Regions from separate parts of the Gossypium hirsutum genome. Here region 1 is linked to region 2. The links are chromatin contacts, called in public Hi-C maps. All regions are on one chromosome and are shown on one strand. Each heading gives the region's core, a stretch centred on a gene start, on an enhancer-like site or on the middle of the called end of the contact. The rest is flanking DNA. Distances are from core to core; before and after follow the strand shown. Region 1 holds the start of LOC107896433 (probable protein phosphatase 2C 55). Region 2 holds the start of LOC107896283 (acidic leucine-rich nuclear phosphoprotein 32-related protein).

Region 1 (6,741 bases), core at 710-3,209, 230 kb after region 2:
GACACCTCTTGAACCAATCATACCTAATGTAAATGACACTGCATCGGTTCAAGCATTCTTGGACCAAGTCAAAAGGCTATACCCAAACCACCAATGGTCCCCTGTTGATGTTCCTTTGGCAATCGACAATTGGACTCAACGTGTTCAGCTGCGACTCACCTGACTCTGATAGATGCCAGGGGCCTGATGGGGGAATCTTTGCGGCTTCAGTCAACAATGTAACTTTTCGAAGACCAATGGTGTCTCTTCTGAATGCTTATTACAATAATTTACAAGGATATTATAGTACGGATTTCCCTGATAAACCAGAAAAGATGTATGATTTTGTAAATGGGGCTCCCAATAACATTAGTGTCGATACACAATCCGCAATAGGGACTCAAGTTAGTATCTTGGAACATGGTTGGGCAGTTCAAGTCATATTTCAAGACACTGGCACAGTAGGAACTGAGAAGCATCCCATACACCTTCATGGCTTTAGCTTCTACTTGTTGGGCACTGGTCTTGGCAACTATAACTCCACCACTGCACTTCTTAACTTGTACGATCCTTCCTCCCTATAGGAACACAGTGGGTGTGCCAGAAGGCAGATGGGCAGTCATTCGATTCAGAGCTGATAATCCAGGTGAATTTCATAGCTAAAAACCATAAAATTTTTCATTCAGTTTTGTTTTTATTTTGTCACCTTGATTACTTTATTAACTGTAATGAATAATTCAGGAATGAGGTTCATGCATTGCCATCTGGAAGTGCACACAACATGTGGACTGTCAATGGCTTTTCTAGTGAAGAATGGGAAAGGCAAAATGCAGAATTTGCCACCTCCACCTCCTGATCTTCCACTCTGTTGATCTGTAAATTTGTGCTGGGTTTTCCCTTTCGTACCATTTATGCCATTTTATTTTTATGTTTGCTAGTACGTAGACTATTGCCCAAGTTATGTGAAAATAATGGATTTGTTTGGTTATTTGTTGAACTCAAGTAATGTAATTCCAAGAATAGTTCGACTTTTGTAAACCGTACTGGTTTATTGGGCTTCAGGACCATATAGACAACGAATAAGATGTTTAACTGGGTGTTTTCCCTTTTCTTTCCTATTTGGGCCAAATAATCCATTAATGGGCTCCATTGATTTTGGAGCATTTTTTTTACCATTTCTTATAGCCTTTAGCATTACGCAAAAAAAAAAAAAAAAAAGAAGAAGCTTTTAGCATTACTCAACTGATTAATTGATTGATGTAGCCCTTTTTATTAGTATCATTTAATTGATTTTTTTTAGAAAGAAATTTTGATATCCAATAGCTAAAACTTATATCTAGGTAGAGACAAAACTTTTGGATGAGGCGACTCCACCACCACAACCTTGCTGTACCCCAAACCTAAAAAAAGAACGGACCTCGTCGCTCTTCAACTCCCCGCTTCGCTAACCCTCCATTTGTTTATTGCACCCACCCGTCCACGCCCCACCTTTGCTTAATCTATATTATAAAAATAGTCAGTCACCAACCTCCCACTGACCGTCACCTCATATCTCACTCTTGTTGTGGGTTCCAATTTTTCTATAATAAATAAAATACCATCAAAATATAAATATAAGTTGAAGTAATTATAAATATTAAAGTATTAAAAATAGATAGTTAAAAGTTAATTATAATACAAAATCAAACTATTACATTATAAGTAGGTTAGAAATTAATACAATTTAATCTAAAAATTAATAAACTGAGCAAAACTAAAACTCACTTATTAACAACTGCACTTGAAGAGTTGAAAACTTACACAAAAAATTAAGCATGCAAGTATAGAACATAGTTACTCACAACTTTCATATATTTTTTCTATATAAAATTAATCATTTCTTATAACTTATGAACCATAATTTAATTATGGTATTAATATTTTCTATTAAATCTATTTTTTTTCTATTAAATCTAGGTGGAAGAACTTGAAATAAATACATTTAAGTCCTAAGAATAGAGGGTTGGGTTGGGTACGTGTCCAAGAATGTATCACGTGTTTATCCTCAATACAGCGCTTGCCCTGAAAAAGTGAAACATCCGCAGCATCCGCACAGCCGAAGGGAGAGGGAGAGAGGGAGAGGGAGAGGCAGCGAAGAAGCTGCGGAGATCGTCGATTCTCGTTTAGGTCTTTCTTCGGAGCTTCTTTCTTCTTTCTTTCTCTTTGCTTTCTTTCCTTTTTGTCTCTAACATTCAGGTGTCGAATAATACCAGATTAAGCCGCTTCAACAGGTTCTTTTTTTTTCTTTCATTATCAAGTTCTGCATTTTATTTGGCTATTGTCTGTAGTTTGTAGGTAGTTGTTGAGAGTTCTAGTTTTTGTGAATTATATTTCTCAGCATTTAGATTCTTTAAATTACCAACGTTTTTTTTTTCTTCTTTTTTGATGATTAAAAATTTGAAATTATCCATGTGTTTTTGTCATTGATGTATGCAGAATTCATATGTTTTCTTTTTATTGTATGCCAGAAATATTTAACTTTAAAAAGGCATTTATACACTTAAGCTATGTTTTGGTTACTCGTTTCTTCTAATGCTCAAAAGTTGCTAAGAAAAGAATAAAAAACAATGTATCCAAAACCATTTTTCATGAGTAATATTATTATTTTTGTTAAAATCCAGTTAATATATTATTATTATTTTTTGATCTAAATGCAATTTGAATAATTCTTGAGCCATGTGAGTAGCTTAAGTGATTTCAACTCTTCCCATTCTTTCCTTTTTGTTGTTGAATTTTGTGAGCTTATGCATCTTTGCTACGCTCCTAAAGCCCAAACCTTAATGTACATAATACATATAATATAATATACCTCTATTTTGTCTGCTATTTCAGGTATTGAGACAAATATGCTTCCTTAGAGGAAATTGCTGGTAGGTGGTTACACGCGTGTCAACGTATAGCCTTTTGTTTGCAATACAAGGTCTGGTATTCTCTCAAACGGTGGTTGAATTAAGGGAACTTGATATAAGGGTTAAAGATGCCAGCAGTTGTGTTTTCTAAGCTAAAACCTGTTGTATTTACTGGTTTTCAAAGGTCTCTTACAGGAAAACAAGTTCCGTTGTCCGACTCAGCAAATTCATTGCTTAGACAGCTCAAATTTTTGTCTGTGAATTCAGGGTTGATTCAGTCTTTCTCTTACTCTGGTAAATCTCTATCTGATAATAGGTGTATTCGAAACCTGTTTTGTCTTAGGGCAAAAACAATGGCTGTGTCTAGTTCCAAGGCTGTTTTCGGAGATGTTTATATGGATGAGTTGGTAGCAAGTTGTGGGAATGGCTTGGACTTCTTGAAACCTAGTGGGGTTTATTTTGCTGATCGAAGTCAAAGCAGTTGCCAAAAGCTAGCCTGATTTTGAGAAAGCAAGAACAGCGCAACAATCGTCTTGTTTGTGGGTACAATTTTTGTGACGCAGTGTAGAGAAATACCGGATATAATCTTCCTTTTGGTCCAAGGATGAAAAATATCGACACATCATCTTTGTCTTGTACCTCTTCTAGGGCAGCTCATGATTTGTCATTTGATGGGAGTTCTAAGGATGAACGGGCTGCAAGTTTACCTGTAAAGAATGTCCTCTTATCTTCAATTTATTTTATATGTTACCATTTGTCCCTTCTTTTAACTTCTTTTTTTAATTTTACAAATTATATTTAAGTAGTAATCTACAAATACAATAATCTTTATACTTTTCTGATATTAGCTATTCTCAAGCATTTTAAGACGATATCTACACATGTACTTATTTTCCACCGTTTTGTTCTTTGGTGTTGATTTCAGAGCTATTCCAAACAAGAAAAGCTTTAGACTAGTTTCAGGGTCTTGTTATCTCCCACATCCTGCTAAGGAAGAAACAGGAGGAGAGGATGCTCACTTCATTTGTGCCAATGACGAAGCCATAGGGGTAGCTGATGGTGTTGGTGGCTGGGTGGAAGTTGGCGTTGATGCTGGTGAATTTGCCCGTGAACTTATGTGTAATTCAGTGGCAGCAATTCAAGATGAACCAAAGGGTTCCATTGACCCAGCCAGAGTATTAGAGAAAGCCCATTCAAGCACAAAATCACAAGGATCCTCAACTGCCTGCATCATTGCCCTTACAGAGGAGGTTTGTTTTCTTTTATGTTAATAAAGATGAGCAGAGACAATCTTTAGATGAATTTTCATTGACATTTATTGATGAGTCCACTAGGATATGATACTTACAAGGAAACAGAAAAGCTTTCTTAGATTCTTTTTCATTGTTCTTCATGATTAACTTGCTATTGGTTTTTATGATTTAATAGGTGTGGTGAGCTCTACCTAACTTGTTCCGCAAGTTTTTTAGCTTATTATGCCCACATCCAAACAAAGAAAGAAGAAAATTCATTTTCTTAAAATATCAGACTTTATTTCTTCAGGAAAAGTAGTTAAGCTTTTAAATTTTACTCTTGGTAAAGTTGTATGTTGCAGAGTTTCTCTATTCCTGAGAACTGAAGTCCTAGCCACATTATTAGTTATTTTGTGAACTTAGCAAGAGCATTTGACTGCATGAACACATGAACCTATTGAAATATCTGTCTTTTCTTATTTATATTCATCAGTTTCCGTATCTCAATCCGTGTTTTAGGTGGATCGACTGCTATAATCTCATTCCTTGTCTGTATACTGGAATATGACTTGTTTTTAATGGCCGTAAAGAATTGATCTAGCTTGATTTTTAGAGCTCATTGGATTGCTCAGTTTCCCGAATCTAAAAAGGTCGATAAGATTTTAGCGGTCAAATTATATCCCATATGATATCATGTAGTTTACTACTCTCAACAGGGGATACATGCAATAAATCTGGGGGACAGCGGTTTCATTGTGGTTAGGGATGGCTGCACCGTCTACCATTCCCCAGTCCAGCAACACGGTTTCAATTTTACATATCAATTGGAGAGTGGTGACGGTGGTGATCTACCAAGCTCTGGTCAGGTTAGTTGATGTTTTATGATATTCCATTTTGATACAAGGGATTGATAGCAGTGTTCTTTTTTATTTCCCTCCTTTTTGACCTTAAGATAACTTTGAATAGGATAGGAACTCGTGGCTTGCTTTCCTCGGTTTTTAGGATCTTTTATCGCTAAATGGTTAACTTTAACTAAAAGTAAAGATTGTTTAAGTTTTAATTGTTGGACCTCATGTAGCTGCATTCTTAAATGGTTTCACTGTGGGTGTTAAGAGTTATTATATTCATAATAATTGCTTATATCTTGTGAAGGCAGATATCAATTTTCTATTTTCCTTTCTTTTTCTACTTATGTTTGATGGGATGATGATTTTGGTATGTTGTCTTCCATAGAAGATATGAAGCTATTTTACCTATTCACAGTCCCTAATCTATCATTGTTGGAATAATGTGGCCAGGTTTTCAAAATTCCTGTTCTGTCAGGTGATGTGATTATCGCTGGAACAGATGGGTTGTTTGATAACTTGTATAATAATGAGATTACTGCTGCTGTTGTTCATGGTTTAAGAGCTGGCTTCAATCCCCAATTGATGGCTAAGCAGATAGCAACATTGGCTCGTGAACGAGCAGTGGATAAGAACCGACAGACACCGTTTGCCAAAGCAGCTCAAGATGCTGGGTTTCGTTACTATGGTGGCAAGCTTGACGACATCACTGTTGTTGTGTCGTATATTGCTGGCTCTTCCAATACGTGAAACCTAGTGAAAGAAACATTCATATTGGCCTTTCTTTATGCACTTGTGATTCACGAGAAGTTTTGATCCTTGATTTTTGTTCAATAAGTAATTCCGTCGTTCCTCCTTTAACAACTTTCATGGATTTTATCTTCCTTGTTGATATCATTTTTCTTAGAGCAGGTGAAAGAAGGGGCGGAGGGAAATGGTGAAAGAAAGCCAAAGAGCTTATTTAAGATCAAGACCCAAAAAAACCATAGATTTAGAAAGCTTTTCACAGACGCTAAACATGGAATCTAATTACCTAGACTTGATAGCATAGTAGGGCAGATCTTATTCACTACTGCAAAACCATCTGCGAATGGATTAAGACTAAATCAACCACACTTTCTTTGCAGCCCTTCTGCGGTCACGGCCCTCATCGCCACCTCCTTCCGTTTCTTTTTCCTCTGGTTGTCCTCTTTGTTTCTCCCTCTCCCTCCAACCCTTTGCTGCGGCTTCTTCTGCTCTCCTTTGCCTTTCTTCTTCCTGTTTCCAAGCTTCCTCTTGCTCTCTCCTTGCTTCTTCTTCTCTTCTCTTCTTTGTCTCCCTTCTTGTAGCTCCCTCTTCCTCTTCTCTCCTTCGAGCATCCTCTTCCTCTCTCCTTCTGGCCTCCTCTTCCTCTTCCGTACTAGCTTCTTCTTCCTCCTCTCTCCTCCTGGCCTCTTCTTCCTCCTCCTCTCTCCTTCTGGCCTCCTTTTCTTCTCTTCTCTTAGCTTCTTCCTCTTCCTCTCTCCTCCTCTTAGCTTCCTCTTCCTCTCTCCTTCTCTTAGCTTCTTCCTCTTCCTCTCTCCTTCTGGCCTCCTTTTTTTCTCTTCTCTTAGCTTCTTCCTCTTCCTCTCTCCTTCTGGCTTCCTCTTCTTCTTCCCTTCTCTTTTGGGCCTCTTCTTCCGCTTTCCTCTTAGCTTCTTCCTCCTCTCTTCTCTTTCTGGCCTCCTCTTCCTCCTCTTTCCTCCTGGCTTCTTCCTCTTCCTTCCTTTCCCTTTCAATTTCCTCCATCATCAATCTTTCCTCTTCCTCCGCACACGA
Region 2 (6,655 bases), core at 3,574-6,073:
AGCAATCATATATGATCACCTATTTATAGGTTAAATATAGTAAATTTGAATATCTAACATTGTATATTATTTTAAATAGTTTTAGATAAAAGTTCAATATGATCATTTTAAATATCTAATATTTAAAAAATAATTTTTTAAAATTTTTTAATAAAATAAAATCAACTTAATATTTTTAATATTGAGCAACAATTAATTACCTATTTTATTTGTCCTATTTAACATTTAATTTTTTTAAAATTACATATTAAATAAAAAACTAAAATAATTATCAAACATATTTTAAATATTTATACATTAAAAATATTAAACCAACCAAAAATTTCAAACACAGTGATATTAAGCCGTAAGCATGGACGAATGTGCATTTAACAATTATCCGAATTCCAATGAATGCGGGAAACCATGGATGTGAAGATAATGGCAAGAGGAAGCATAGTGAAAAACCCGAGGGAATAAAAAGACACTCCTGTTCTACTAGCAAAAGGCCCCAAGACATTGGGCTCTTCCGACTACAGAAATAACTCACAAACTGGGCCACTCCTCCTAAATTGTCCAAATTACAAATACACCGTCCATTTTGCAACATGGATCTAATTTTATCAACAAACTTTACAGCGTCCAAAAAGAATAATAAATCAAAACCGTTGATTTCATTTACATAAAATAATTTGTCAGTCGCTAATGTGATTCTTCTGCTATCATCTACAGCTCATGAAATAAAAATAAAATTTAGATATATGGATTCCACCAATGGCAGCTTAGCGTGTGTTGTCTAATTGGCCTGAAATCCATCCCGCTTGGAGCCGAGCCGAAGTGAACGATAACAAACGAATACTATCTACAAAAAGTACAACAGTTTTGTAACTTATTACAAAATCCCCCTTTTTTTTTTTAAAACAAAGCTTTTTCTTTTTTTCTTTTTTTTTATCAAAGGTTGGTTTTCCCTCCAATCCATTCCCCGACCAACCTCCTGAGAACTGGAAAAGGGCGGTTAAAACACTTCATAACTGCCATTTGAATTAACAAATAAGTAACGGATATATTAAAGAGAAAGGGAAACGCTCTAACGACTTTTTGAACTAAGCCCATCCATCAAGTACACAATTCCTTTCACCCTAAACATTCTGTTCGTTCAATAACACTGCCAGCAGCATCATCTACCACACTCTATCAATCAACCATTCTAGTCTAGGATTTTAACAATATATATCTAACCCCCCCTAACCATGCTTCTTCGAAAACTTCACATCATCTTCCTCCTTAACTTTCCCTGCATCATCGCTTCTCTTTCTCTTAAGCTGTGAAGTCGATGGCACTTCCTCATCATCTTCAACTTCTTCCTCCTCTTCTACATCATCATCATCATCATCATCATCTTCTTCTTCATTCCCTGGGTCCATGTCACTACCTTCAGCATCATGTTCTTCAGCTTGGGCCACTGGTTGAACCAGGTAGCCTTCACCATAGTCTTCATCCTGTTATTCCAGTCAACCAACATTAATTTTAAAAACATCACAATCCACCAAAAAAAGGTGAAGTTCATTAGGAAAAATAAAAGATAATACCAGATACCAAACCTAAGATAACACTGCAATCAGTCAAACTTAACAAACAGGCAGATATTAAAAATAACAGTAGCACAACACAAAATATCATGGCTCCAAAGGCTAATCCACAAACAATCAAGTACTACGTATAAATAACAAGTTCTTACACCAATTCCACAACCAAAAGCTACTCCAAAAAAGTACTATGCAAGATTAGAAAAGCCAAATAAGTTCTGAGAAACATGAGATTATCAACTAAAATTTCCAAAATCACCAATAACCCACTCAGAATACTATAAATAGAAACCTAATATAGAAACTTCATTAAAAAAAGGCAGTCATGGCACTAGGAAGTGGCTTATCAGCTTTACAACTGTACTTTAGCTACAATCCATAGAACATAAAGTTTGCCAACAAAGTTGACAGAGATTTGTTTATTAACTGCTTAGTGAGCTAAACCAATATTATCATAGAGCCAAAGACAAAATTAACAAAAAACATTGTATCTAACCAAAGAAAAATATTCAGACAGAACCTAGAAATTTAGTCTGGTAGGGTCATTGATTAGACAGAACAAGTAACAGATATTCTCATGACAAAGAACTTGGTCAACAAGAGATTAAAACTGACTTCAAAGACAACTACAATTCATCATCATCAACAAAGAGCATATATGGCAACAAAAGTCAATAGTTCGAGGATGAGGTAATAAGCTACAACTTTTAAAGACATGAAGAAACAAAAAAAGTTACCTAAGTATCATCCCAATTAAAATTCCAAAACCAGAATACATTAAGGTAATTACCAAACTGTCCTCACCATACAAAGACTTACAAGAAATATGAGAACCATACAAACTGTAAGTGCACAACGGCTTTTCAACAAGGGAAGAATCCACGTGGATAATTTGTAAGGGAAAAAGAAATATTAACATTTATAAAAGGCTAGAACCGTGAACAAAGACCATAAACTTATAATGTGAAACACTTGTATAACAGTGTGACAGAAACGCAGCATTTTTTTTCCTAATGTTTGAAAGCAAACATTAGCACATGGGACAAGTGTATGTGAGAAAGTGAATAACAAAATAACAGCATTCAAGACATAGCAGCAAGCCAGATATTTACTTGGGAAAAATCTAAAAAAGCCACTTAAATCAAACAATTAACTCAAGTTATATGAGAAAACAACGCAATAAGCAGGAAAAAGAAAAGAACCTAAAGTTAATCAAATAGTGTAAACAATAGAAGTATGACTGGTAGTAAGTATTGCAAGCAATATGAAACCTCACCTCCTCTTCACCCTCTTCTTCATCTTCATATTCCCCATCCTCTTCAACACCTAACTCTTCCTCACCAGTCTCACCATGATCATCATCATCCCCATCTTCCCCATGTTCATGCCCATCAATCTCCCCTTCCGTGCTCATCAAATGCCCCGTACTCTCTGGCTCAGGAAAATCACCTTCATCATTATCTACCTCTTCCTCCTCTTCATCCTCATCCTCCTCCTCATCATCATCATCCTCTACCCCATCTTCCTCATCATCATCACTATCCTCAATATCATGAACTTCCACCACATCTTCTTCCTCCTCATCATCAACTTCCTCACCTGAATCATTCTCATGATGACCATCATCATCTTCATCTTCTGCTCTCCCTACTTCCTCAATCCGAAACCCATTGGCCTCATGGCCTAACCCATTTACCCTTCCACCCGTGTCTGTCTCTTCTTCATCTGCATCACTCTCTTCATCCTCATCAACATCAACAATCCCTTCACCTCCTTCACTATGCCCGTTATTCATTCTGTACTGCCTATCATCACCATCAACCTCCCCACTCCCAGGATCATCTTCATCTTCATCATCCTCATCCTCATCCTCTTCATCTTCCTCTTCCTCCTCATCATCCGATTCTGGCCTTTCATTTTCCTCGGCGTCCATTTTATCTAAATATTTCAACGATTTAATCAACCCAAAAACCCTAGATCGATAATCCTTGACCCTGGTAACCGGGCACTCATATAGATCGAGGGAAACAAGCTTAAGCTGGGCAAGAGGGGCAAGAGCCTCTATATATTGAATCCGGTTATTAGACAAGTCAAGGTCCCGGAGCGAGTCAAGACCAGCTTCAACGAGGAATTCTAGGCCACCGGCTATTCTATTGTCTGAAAGGATTAATTTCTGGAGATTTCGAAGACGAGGAAACTGTTCTAGAGATGAAACACCGATATTGGCAATTGAAAGGTGTTGAAGATTCTCAAATTTTTCCAAAAGGCTCGGCGGCGGGAGGCGACCTTGAACACACTTCACCGCACCGTCAAGTGTCAAGGTTCTAACCGCCGCGTGGTCCGCTTGCCCGTCTAACGCTGTCTCCACCGCTCTCTCCCAGATCTCATCCATCAAATTCCACACCGTTTTTATCTCATATAGCCCCTATTTATATCAACAAATACCAGATATAAAGCTTGTTTCTTATATTTCTAAAGTGAAATGGTTCAAAAGGATGGTTCGAAAGGGAAGAGATTATGGAGTGTCATTCCAGAAAAGAGGAAAGTTAATAATAGTACAAGAAATTCAAATGGAGGAAACTACAAATTTTGAGTAAAACTTAAACGAAACCCTAACCCTAGATTTTGAAGATCGAGGAGAGGTTGTTCTGTTTTAATCTATTTCGGATGGCTTTAAACCCTAAATATTTTTATTTTTACCAGATGTACGGGATTTGTTCTTTCAAGTTCCAAACTTGAGAATAAAAACTCAAACACAGAGATTAAATAAATAAAAAGAACCATAATTTCAATTTCCTCTCCTTTTTCTTTTTTTTCTTTTTTTTTTCCTCCCTCTCTCTCTCTCTCACTTTTCTCTTTTTATTGGTTATAGGAGTGGACGAGTCGGGATAAACCTCGAGCAGAGAAGGTGGGACCGGGGGGGGTGCGGGGGGGAACTAGACGGCTCGTGGTTCGTGGCTGCGGTTTTGTTTTAGAGGGGGAGGTGGTTTTGTGAATTATTGGACGAAGGTGAACCAATGGATTGAGGAAGACACGGATCGTTGACGTGGATAAAATGAACGGTAGAGATTTCAGGTTGGTGTGTTTGTTCTCGAGAAGGATGTAGACAGATGAGAGATAATGAACTGGAGCGCAGGTTTGACACGTCATTTTGATTGTAAATATCGGGAATATTAGGAGAATGCCTATTAAGTTGGAGGAAATTACGGAACTGCCATCGGGCGTTGTAATTAGCAGGCCCAGCTTCCTATGGCCCAAACTCAGAATTTCCATGACAATGACAGTAGCAAAATAACAACACTACACCACAGCAATGGGAATAAATTCTTAGCTTTGCCACCAAGGAGATTTTAAATTGCAACCCTGAAGCGTGGCGCTCATCGCTGAAAGCACAAATGATGCTATCACTGTCCACACTGAATATCGATGTAAACCATGAAATAACTATCGCAATGTGACATTACGACTGTTATTTTTAATCCTGCAAAACTAGTGAAAGTATAAGCAGGTGTATAAAACAGGAATAAATGTATCGTTATTAATTATGATGTTCGACAACAATTCAAGCCAGGACCAGTTCTAAATTATCATTTGGAATCTCCACTCGGATTGGTAACTTTACTTCCATTTTGAGTCCCGGATCCTTTAAGCTCAGCAAAACCTGGTGGCAACTTTGGAGGATGCACAATAGGCATGTTTGGCGAAGGCCCTGATGAGGCTGGCGAACGAAATGGCCAAGTGATGGTACTCACATTTGAAGCAGGAGAGCTTGAGAATTGGCTGGGCCTTAGCGAACTACTAGCACCCTTGGTATCTGTCTTTGGCATATCTACTTTATGTTCTGACTCTGGACAGCTTGGTTGTGCTTCTCTAATGTCTCCTCCAATGGTAGTCTGGTTTTTATCTCCTACCGTCCTAACACCGGGAGCCCCAAACTGAAGCCAGGGCTGCCTGAAATGTGGTGGCCGGTTCAACATAGCAGCATGGGTTCCAGAAGAATTTCCATTGTTTTCTGCATCATCTTTGCCTCTAGCTTGAAGGCCGGCTTCTGACACGTCATTAGGCTTAATTGGCTTTGAGTCTTGCTGCTTATCTCGGTCCGCTGTAGAACTCAGATCAATTGAATCAACTCTAGGCACTGAAGATCGGCCTGTGGCAATTGTAGTTGTAGGAAATGCTTTCTCGGGAGGGACAGCTGGAGTATAATTAGACGGAAGTAGATCATCCCAATTCTCTAATAGCTCCTTGTAGACTTTTCGGAGGGTGACTTCTGTGAGACCTGTCACCTTACATATCTCAGCCTGCGTCTTCCGTTTGTCTTCTAATTGGCATGCCAGATATATAGCAGCTGCAGATATACTAATCGGATTTCGGCGAGTGCAAAAGCATTTGTTGATCACAACTTCTCCGATATGAGTTGCCAGCTCCTGAAGACATGAGGAAAACTTCATCATATCCTTCTTCACCGGAAATCAGATTATAATAGAAGGATCTTATGGAAACACATAAATCAAGTACCGTTTCTAAAAGAATCCATAGGCATCACAACTTGATTTATTCATACATAATGTTTAAGCCACCACATACAGATACTGATGAATTATACAGTGAATAAATTTATAATCTTAGTAAAACTTTCCTGACAACTTGTATCCATTGCAAGATGATTTCTCACAAGTCCTATCCAATTTTAAACAATTTTTAATTTCTTTTAACATTTATCTGCAAAGGGTTATATTGGCAATAGCTACAATTCAGCTACAATTCAACTTCATCAACTACAGGTCCAAGCTGCGACTCTTGAACCGAAAGGTACCTGCGCGGATTTATTGAGCTGAAGGAGAGTGCAAAATCTCGGCATATGAACTGATATAGAATTACTATTGATAGGTTGACTTAATTGTAAAGCTTCTCCCAGGATCTTGATGTACTTGCCAATCTCTTTCTGGGGTACATTGGCAGCAATAGAGATTTCCTGTCATTTTACAAAAGCAATAGAGATAAAAGAAAAAGGTGGGGTGGGAAGTACCACATGCAATAGTGATTTCATGTCATTGGATACGGTCTACCCAAGCAAAATCATCTCTGTT

The links. A called contact is a pair of places that touch in the nucleus more often than the background predicts.
Region 1: a Hi-C map of leaf shows a contact between it and region 2, with 2.0 times the contacts expected there. The contact joins the promoter of LOC107896433 here to the promoter of LOC107896283 in region 2. A contact is called at or near these places in 9 of 34 Hi-C or Micro-C datasets (callus, hypocotyl, leaf and 1 more).

The regions. Positions count from the first base shown.
Region 1 is chrA11:27,666,102-27,672,842 of Gossypium_hirsutum_v2.1, forward strand. It overlaps LOC107896433 (probable protein phosphatase 2C 55), which reads left to right and starts at 1,960. Exons shown (of 6, transcript XM_016821607.2): 1 at 1,960-2,249; 2 at 2,851-2,888; 3 at 3,211-3,576; 4 at 3,793-4,117; 5 at 4,816-4,965; 6 at 5,398-5,805. The coding sequence starts at 3,524. The coding sequence ends at 5,694. It overlaps LOC107896407 (vicilin-like seed storage protein At2g18540), which reads right to left. Exons shown (of 5, transcript XM_016821585.2): 5 at 5,883-6,741. The coding sequence ends at 6,046. It also overlaps the pseudogene LOC107905350.
Region 2 is chrA11:27,436,187-27,442,841 of Gossypium_hirsutum_v2.1, forward strand. It overlaps LOC107896283 (acidic leucine-rich nuclear phosphoprotein 32-related protein), which reads right to left and starts at 4,824. Exons shown (of 2, transcript XM_016821411.2): 1 at 2,842-4,824; 2 at 791-1,478. The coding sequence starts at 3,957. The coding sequence ends at 1,224. It overlaps LOC107896268 (plant-specific TFIIB-related protein 1), which reads right to left. Exons shown (of 3, transcript XM_016821391.2): 2 at 6,382-6,540; 3 at 4,995-5,992. The coding sequence ends at 5,153.